Regions from separate parts of the Mus musculus genome. Here region 2 is linked to region 1. Evidence: chromatin contacts called from public Hi-C data. All regions are on one chromosome and are shown on one strand. Each heading gives the region's core, a stretch centred on a gene start, on an enhancer-like site or on the middle of the called end of the contact. The rest is flanking DNA. Distances are from core to core; before and after follow the strand shown. Region 1 holds the start of Gab2 (growth factor receptor bound protein 2-associated protein 2). Region 2 overlaps Gab2 (growth factor receptor bound protein 2-associated protein 2).

What was found. A called contact is a pair of places that touch in the nucleus more often than the background predicts.
Region 2: a Hi-C map of the N1E-115 cell line shows a contact between it and region 1, with 4 times the contacts expected there. The contact joins the enhancer-like site here to the promoter of Gab2 in region 1. A contact is called at or near these places in 1 of 15 datasets of contacts at CTCF or cohesin (the NIH/3T3 cell line), 4 of 484 Hi-C or Micro-C datasets (the HPC-7 cell line, the N1E-115 cell line, adipose-derived mesenchymal stem cells and 1 more), 6 of 115 datasets of contacts at active chromatin or transcription factors (the 230-238 cell line, the HPC-7 cell line, bone marrow-derived macrophages and 3 more) and 1 of 9 other capture datasets (adipose tissue).

The regions. Positions count from the first base shown.
Region 1 is chr7:97,079,755-97,084,459 of GRCm38.p6, reverse strand. It overlaps Gab2 (growth factor receptor bound protein 2-associated protein 2), which reads right to left and starts at 2,709. Exons shown (of 10, transcript NM_010248.2): 1 at 2,554-2,709. The coding sequence starts at 2,634.
Region 2 is chr7:97,148,301-97,152,783 of GRCm38.p6, reverse strand. All of the region lies in intron 1 of Gab2 (growth factor receptor bound protein 2-associated protein 2), which reads right to left. Among named protein-coding and RNA genes, the nearest start is that of Gab2, 69 kb to the right of the region's middle. Within about 2 kb of position 1,508, at least 10 of the 459 cell types and tissues checked have an H3K27ac peak or open chromatin away from gene starts, as enhancers often do. A contact at or near this core is called in the N1E-115 cell line, where this site is marked.

The DNA.
Region 1 (4,705 bases), core at 1,460-3,959:
TTGGCTGTTTCAAGTAGGAGGGCTAAACTTCTTTCTACAGTGGGAGAGGCTTCCAGGCACACCAAGCTGTTGCTTGATGTGTCAGATGCCCTAGGGGCTGGAGCCAAAGGGAATGTGTGTGAGAAGGAGGCTGAGGTCACCAGAGGACCCAAGACTGCTAAGGAGTTTAAAAGGGTAAAATCTGTGTTTAACACAAGCCTCCAAACTTGGCTTATTCTGAGCTAACTCTGTTCTAAAAAATACTCAAGAGCTAGGTCATAAAGAGAATCTTCGTAAGTCTGTATCTTCATCCAGTCCTGAGTCAAAGTAGCAACGAGTATCGACTTTTTTTTTACAAGCTATTTCAAAAAACAAAGTTCCAAAGATCTCTAAAGTAGTATTTCTGTTTGTTTTCTCAAATTCAAGGATGACCTGAACTTCTAATCCTCCTTCCCCCTCCCCCTTGGAATGCTGGGATTACAGCCTTGTGCCACCCAGCACTTGTTTATGATGTACTCGGATAAAACCCAGGACATCTTGTATGCTAAGCAAACGTTCTATCAACTATGCTACATTCCTTTCTAATCTGAAATCTTTATTTTATTTTTTTAAACTGGACACTATTTCAGCGGCAGGTCATGTAGTCTGGATTGGCCTTGAGCTCACTAAGCAGTCCAGGATGATCTTGAACGCCTGCCACTCCAGCCTCCATCTTCCAGATACTGGATGCATGCTCATGCCTGTAGGCGTGAACAACCACCCCACCCAATCCCGACAAAGTCACCCCACACAATTTTCTTAACTATTATTGTGTATATGAGAGACTGTGTGAGTGTACGCGACACCACAGCGTGAGTGTGTAGGTCAGAACTCTTCTTCCATCTTTATATGGGTTCCAGAGGATCAAACATAAGTCAACAGGCTTAAGGGACACTGCTTTTACCCATTAAGCCATCTTGAAGTTGTGTGCATCCATGATGGGCACGCGCGTGCGTGCGTGCGTGTGTGTGTGTGTGTGTGTGTGTGTGTGTGTTGTTTGGTATGCAAATGAGAGACAGGGTCTCAAGTAGCAAGCTAGGCTGGTTTTGAACCTCTGATCCTCCTGTCTCTTGTTTCCCAAGTGTAAGTGCTGGCAGTTCAAGCCTAGGCTACAGCAACAGGCAACAGAACAAAACAAAAGAAAAAGCTCCTAGTAATTAAAATATTTTACTCATATCAACTCCCCCCCCCAAATGAGCTTTCAAGCTTAAACACCCCTACTATATTACTGTATGCCAAATCTCTGTCCATTTTCAAAAGGCATGCACTAAATCCTTAGATTCCCTGCCCTTCCCCCTGCCCCCTCTTCCCAGCAAGCAAGTGACCTAAGTCAGAGCCTGGTTTCATTGACACACTTGCACTCCCCAACAACACTTCCTTTGAAAAACAGAATGTCACTTCCTCAGTCCAGAGGCCAGAAGTCCCTTGATTCTGATCTGGGGAGTAGAGACAGGAAACTCTGGTAAGCTTCTGTCCCCCATGGCCAGCCACTAGTGCAGCTGACAGAGGGCAGGGTCTGTTGGGAGCTCCCTTGATGCACTGCAGCTGGAAGCGACCGCTCACTTCCAGGCTGTGGGAGTGATTTCTCAGAGTCCAGCACTCCCAGGCAGCAGAACAAGGACGATTCTTGGCAAGTGGAGAGCGAGAAGATGGGAGGACCTGCACTCCTTTAACGGACTTTCCGTTTCTAAACTCCTCAGACTACCCCAATCTCGGATCCTGGCACCATTTTGTTCTCTGAGCTCGGTAGACAAGAAGTGGGTGCCCCGACCCCAACTGCCAGTTTCTCACGTAGAGGGGACGGCCCGTCCCACCAATTTCACTACACACAGCCAGCTCGCACCACCTAGCAATTCAGAGCCACATCTTCAGACCCCAGACACCAGACGACACAAAACTCTGGCCAGTTATTGAGGACCAAACTGCAGTGTCACCCCGTGGGGCGGAGGACCGCGGTGTGTGTGTGTGGGGGGGGGGGGTATGTGAGAAACATTCGGAATAATGGGAAAGAAGGGGGACAAACAAATGAGTCACTTAATACAAGCGCTGCACATGCCGCTGACGCTGCCCGTGATGTAGTGGCCGCAGACTGGAAGGAAGCAAGGCGGCCACCGGGGAGGGGCGGACAGAGAAAGGGACCGGGAGAGGGGCGCCGGCGCCTCGCCCTTTGTGGGCCCGGGGCCGCGCGGCCCCTCAGCCTACCCTCCCGATCGGGGCGACTCGGCTCCTTCGGCCCCGGGCGTTTTACTCTCCCGGTCGCCCGGAACAATCGCTCCAAACTTCGGCTCGGCGAGCGAGGAGTTCTCGGGGAGGCAGGCGGCAGCCGCAGCCCCGACCTGCGCCCCGCCCCTCGGCGGCGCACCTGTGACAGGTGTGAGGCGCCCCACTCGCGCCCGCCGCTCTCGCCCTCGGAGGCCGCGGGGCCCCGGCTCGCCGCGCCCGGCCTCTCTCAGCGCCCCCATCTCCGAGGCCGCGGGACAGCCCCCGGCCGCCCTCCCGCCGGGCCGCGCCCGCTCGCCCGCTCGCCTCACTCACATAGCGCCTCAACTTCTTCTCGGGAGGCGATTTCCTCAGCCAGCCGGTACACACCACGTCGTCGCCGCCGCCGCCGCTCATGTCGCCGGCTAAACTGGAGCCCGCCGCCGGCTCGCGCGGACAAGGGCGCGGGCGCGGGCTGCTGGGTCAGCCGGCTGCCGGTGCGCGGCTCGCGGGGGAGGGGAGGGGCCCGGCAGCCCCGGGGCGAGGACGAGGCAGTGAGGCGCGCGGGCCCGGCTGCCTGCGCGCGCTCGAGTTCCACCCCCCCCCCCCGCCCTCCGGCCGCGCGCGCGCGCGCGCACACACACACACACACAGCCCCACCAGGGCGCCTCAGCAGGCGGGCGCTCGCCACGCCCACAGCCCCGCGAGGTCCCCGAGGGCAGCCGGCGCAGAGGCCAGTTAGCCTGGACCCCACAGGCCCGGAGGCCGTGAGACGAGCTGTCGCCAGCAGCTGCGTCCTCAGGGTCTTGGTGGCTGTTGTTGGTTTTTTCCCCCCTCTAAGCCTGGAGCTGCAGGCGGGGTCGTGAAGACCTCTGGGTGGTGCCGGTGCTAGGGTGAGGGAAGGCCAGAGGCTATCCACCCTAGGTCGAACGTTGAGCCTATGCTCAACCCCTCTTCCCCAGCGTCGTGGAAGAGTAGGACAGAGATCCAAGGACTGCTCCGGTTTCCTGTCCATTCCCACAGTTTCAGGTTTCAGTAAGTCCGATTCTGGCTGAAATGAGTCCTGCTTCACTGTAAGTTAACTCTCACATCTCTAGGCCAGAGAAGCAGCAAACAGACATACTGTGTGCTGGGAGCTTACTGCATTCACCTTCCACAGCGATTATCTTCACTGCCTTACAAATTGGATAGGTCATAATTATACCCATTTTACAGATAGCCTGAAGCCACACAGCTGACACAATGCAGGCCTTTCTAATCCAGGTGTTTTGGGAGGAGGGGAGGGGAATCTTCTCTCCTGTTTTTTTTTTTTTTTCCCAGAGTGACATTACTGCAGTAATGTCTGTAGATCAAAGGGTGCTTGGGGGGGGGGTGTGGGGGGACTGGACGGGACTAGATCTTATTGCTGAGAAACAAAGTCCAGCTGGCGCTCTCCCATAGTGCCTCTGGGAAAACTGAATCCAGTAAAAGGAAACTGTAAGTTTTGCAGAACACAATGAATTGGAAAACAAGGAGGTATAAAAGAACAAGAAATTGTGATAAAAATGTCCAGAGTTTCCACTCATTGACTTTATAAGAGATCTCTCCTATATAAATGTGAATATAGAGATCTTTTTCTCACTGGCTTGTGCTGAGAGGGTTGAGATAAAGGACCAGGAAGCAAACACCCAACACCAGTGCTCCAGGGGGAAAGTGGAGGAAAAAGAAAAGCAAAACCAAAACCTTTGGTAAGAGTTCTTTTTTTAACTCACAAAGTACCTTTCCAAACAGCATTTAAAAGGTAGGTTCCCTTCTAGTTTCTCATGAAGTTGCTTAGTAACCCACTTTATCAACAGGGAGTTGTGTGGTTGATGCATGAACCGGAGAGGCAGCATCTTGCAATGCCTCAGCATAACCTTTGTTTTCTGGATTATTTTAGTCTTCTCTCTGGGTGCACCAAAGCTAGTTATTTTAGATAGTTGGACATCTTTTAGTCTAACAGATTTTGTTTGGATTGGGGAATCTTTAACCATTTCAATTATAAAAGCTGATTCCTACCTGTGCTTAGCAATTCTAGTCACTCTGAGAGATGAAGGGACCTTTGACCCATTCCACTGACCTTCAAGTATCCAGAGTAGCTCCACAGAACATGAAGCTAGAATGCTTAGGCTGTATCTGGGACCATAATCACCCTTGACTTTTTAATTTAGGGATTCTTAAGCCACCACTAGAATTATGGCCATTTTAAAACCTCTGGCTCCCAGGACCTTAAACACTTTGTGAGACATAAATATCAAAATACTTAGTCTGCCAAGTCAACCAGGAGGCAGTGACTCCCAGTCACAACAAAGCAACCCTGATTCCATTCACATTTGAGTCCTGGTGCCAAATCTCCAGGATTGCAGCCTGAGAAATCTGCAAAGACTGGCTGCACCTAGGGTTGTGATGGAAGTCAAGCAGACATATGCCCTACCCTCTCCTAGGAGAGCGGGAATACTAATCCGAGAAT
Region 2 (4,483 bases), core at 259-2,758, 70 kb before region 1:
CTAGGTCTGAATTAAAATAAGGAATCTTGCGAATCCAAACAGCACCTGAAACTAACATAGAAAAACACTGATATGCAACTGAATCTCTAGAGAGAGAGGTAAAACACACTAAAGTCTCTCATTCCTGACATTTTATGACCCAGCATCCCAGGCTTAGCCTGAGTTTCTCTCATTTCTAATATGATCATATGTGACCTGGTTGCTTTTAACCTCAAGCTGGCACTATGAGAAGAGCTGAAATAAGTGAAATTTGCTTGTGTTCTTCTAGAGCCTGGGCCTGGATATTGTTGAAAGAATGACAGCAACTCTCTAATGGGGGAAATAATGTAGAAGGTCTGTTATGTTCCAGAGACCATTAATAACTCCTCATAATCATCAGGTAGCAGGAGCCATGCTTTCAAGGAAGTTTATAGGAAGGTTAAGTGATTTGCACAACGTGCCCCATCTTTTTTTTCCATTTTTATTAGGTATTTAGCTCATTTACATTTCCAATGCTATACCAAAAGTCCCCCATACCCACCCACCCCCACTCCCCTACCCGCCCACTCCCCCTTTTTGGCCCTGGCGTTCCCCTGTTCTGGGGCATATAAAGTTTGTAAGTCCAATGGGCCTCTCTTTCCAGTGATGGCCGACTAGGCCATCTTTTGATACATATGCAGCTAGAGTCAAGAGCTCCGGGGTACTGGTTAGTTCATAATGTTGTTCCACCTATAGGGTTGAAGATCCCTTTAGCTCCTTGGGTTCTTTCTCTAGCTCCTCCATTGGGAGCCCTGTGATCCATCCATTAGCTGACTGTGAGCATCCACTTCTGTGTTTGCTAGGCCCCGGCATAGTCTCACAAGAGACAGCTACATCTGGGTCCTTTCGATAAAATCTTGCTAGTGTATGCAATGGTGTCAGCGTTTGGATGCTGATTATGGGGTGGATCCCTGGATATGGCAGTCTCTACATGGTCCATCCTTTCATCTCAGCTCCAAACTTTGTCTCTGTAACTCCTTCCATGGGTGTTTTGTTCCCAATTCTAAGGAGTGCCCCATCTTTTTTATTTTATATTCTAATTATGTCTGTGGAGGTAGAGGTGTGTGTGTGTTGCTGATAAATAAAATAAGAGTGTGAAGAATACACTAGAAGAGAGTCAGGAAAGGTAACTGAACAGGTGATCTGATCTGGATGGGGGCTATGTCTTCTTGAATAACAACACTACAGAGTAAACTACCTATGCCAAAGACTGGGTCTGGCCAGCAATACAGCTTTCAAGTACTAATGGGAAAGGCAAAAATCAAGGACAAACACACAAGGGACTTTTCTGAAGGTCAAAAAGGCAATAATAAATGCCAAGCCCAGAAAAGCTTTTAAATCTGACCTTTTCCTCTGCTGAAGCCATTCGCCTTCCAGCATCTTCAATCTAATAGACTGAAGTGGGCTCTTAGGAGAGAACTGGGCTGGTCTTTTCCTTAATGCTGCCTCTCCATCACTACTCAAGCAGAAGCAGTATTACTGGTAATTACATCATTATACCGTAATGGAACACATGTGGTGCAAGTGAAATAGCCCAGCAGCCCTTTAGTTGAGGAGAGGAGAAAAGAACTCCCCACTCACTGTTTCATTTTTTGTTAACCCTCCAAGTTCTGGCTCATTTTCAAAGACAAAATGCTCTTAGGATATTTCACAATCACAAAATTAGAGTCCTGAGGTGGAGATTCGTTGAAGAATGGGAGTGAACTTAATATTTTAGTGTAAGGGCAATTCTCCCCTGGAATAGGTAAAGCCTACGTCAAGCATAGTCTTTGCTGTGAATATGCGACAGTGTGGAAATAACTTGCAGCTCACAAGTTTCGGTGTCTTCATCCATAAAGAACAGCAATGCTCCAGTACAGCAGATTCTAAAATGTCAGTGGAAATAATTGAGATCGGACCAAATGACCTCAGGAGCTTGATCCTCCTACTCTCAGCCCTATCCTTCTGTTATATAAAAAGACTCCAATAAGAAAGAGAGAGTGGAGGAAAATATGGAAGGCTAACTCCAATTGGATTCTTGCCTCTGCTCTATCCATATATTAGCATCAGATCATTATCCACAACATCCTCAACATTTTCAAAGGACAGGTTCAGAACATACAAAACCATCACAGAAAGTCTCTTCCAACAGAGAGTAGTGAAGCAAGTTTCAAATGCTTCTCTAGGGTACTTTAGAAAATTGAAAGTATGTGGGAGTTTAGCATAAATTACATGTTAACAAAGCAAATACAAAACAGAGCTGATTTTTTAAAATGGTTTAAAAAATGTTTTCTTATATGTAAGGGAAAATTACTTAAGAGAGCTCAAAGAATCAAAACATACAAAAACTACACATCAACTGTTCCATACACTTCAGAACCTTAGAATTGTCCCTTCTAGAGCAAAGAAAACCAACTTTAATAAATCAAACAACACAGTCCTAAAATTTAACTTTAAAAATATTATCATGCTGATTTTTCAAGGATGTAAGATAACTGTAGAGCTTCTGGCTATGATAAATAAGGCTGCTATGAACATAGTGGAACATGTGTCCTTATTACCAGTTGGAACATCTTCTGGGTATATGCCCAGGATAGGAATTGCTGGATCTTCCAGTAGTACTATGTCCAATTTTCCGAGGAACCGCCAGACTGATTTCCAGAGTGGTTGTAACAGCTTGCAATCCCACCAACAATGGAGGAGTGCTCTTCTTTCTCCACATCCTCGACAGCATCTGCTGTCACATGAATTTTTGATCTTAGCCATTCTGACTGGTGTGAGGTGGAATCTCAGGGCTGTTTTGATTTGCATTTCCCTGATGATTAAGGATGTTGAACATTTCTTTAAGTGCTTCTCAGACATTCCGTATTCCTCAGAGAATTCTTTGTTTCTGTGTACCCCATTTTTAAAATAGGGTTATTTGATTTTCCTGGAAAGAACCCAGATGTCCCTCAACAGAGGAATGGATACAGAAAATGTGATACATTTACACAATGGAGTACTACTCAGCAATTAAAAACAATGAATTCATGAAATTCTTAGGCAAATGGATGGATCTGGAGGATATCATCCTGAATGAGGTACCCAATCACAAAAGAACACACATGATAATGCACTCACTGATAAGTGGATATTAGCCCAGAAGCTTAGAATACCCAAGATACAATTTGTAAAACACATGAAACTCAAGAAGAAGGAAGACCAAAGTGTGGATACTTCACTCCTTCTAAGAATGGGGAACAAATTACCTATGGAAGGAGTTACAGAGACAAAGTTTGGAGCTGAGATGGAAGGAAGGACCATCCAGAGACTGCCCCACCCGGGGATCCCTCCCATATACAACCACCAAACCCAGATACTATTGCATATGCCAGAAAGATTTTACTGACAGGACCCTGATATAGCTCTCTCTTGTGAGGCTATGCCAGTGTTTGGCAAATACAGAACTGGATGCTAACAGTCATCTATTGGATAGAACACAGGTCCTCTAATGAAGGAGCTAGAGAAAGTACCCAAGGAGCTAAAGGGGTCTGCAGCCCGATAGGAGGAACAACAATATGAACTAACCAGTACCTCCCAAAGCTGTGTCTCTAGTTGCATATGTAGCAGAGGATGGCCTAGTCGGCCATCAATGGGAGGAGAGACTCTTGGTCTTGGGAAAGTTCTATGCCCCAGTATAGGGGAATGCCAGGGCCAGGAGACCAGAGTGGGTGGATTGGGGAGCAGGGTGGGGTTGGGGGGAGGGTATAGGGAGCTTTGTGGATAGCATTTGAAATGTAAATGAAGAAAATAATTAATAAAAAAAGGGAATGTCAAAATAAAATAAAATGATGTCATATCTCAAAAAAAAAAAAAAGATAACTGTAGAGGACAAAAATTGAGTGAATGTAGGTGGAAACAACCCAAAAGTCAATCAACAATGAATGGATAGCCATAAATTAAAACAATGTGGTATATCTAACATTTTCTTTCTTTCTCTCACATTATTCAACCACCAAAAGAAATGAATTTCTAACACAAATTACAATACAAATGACTATGAAAATATGCTAAGTGAAACAAGCCATGTCACAAAAGGAGAAATACTGTATGACTTCACTAGTGCAGCAAATTTAAGAGTAGTCAAATTCTGAGAGCCAGAATGAAGACTGGGAACTAAGGTTTGAGGCCAATGGGGCAATAAGTAGCTGCCATTCAGTAGGTACAAAGTTTCAATTTTGCAAGATGAGAAACTCTGAAAGTGGATGCTAGCACTGTTTGCTCAACATAGGGAATGTTAATTCCACTGGAGTGTTCATGTAAAAATGTTCAAGATGGTATAAATTATGAATACTCTGCCATAGTAACAACACTTAAATGAAAGCAGAAATCCTGAGAAGAGTGACAGACTTACAAAGACACCTTTATAAATCTGGAGTACCAAAGGATTATATCCTTAGGGTAAGGATAAGTCATAAATAAATCTTCAATGCTGATGACACCACAA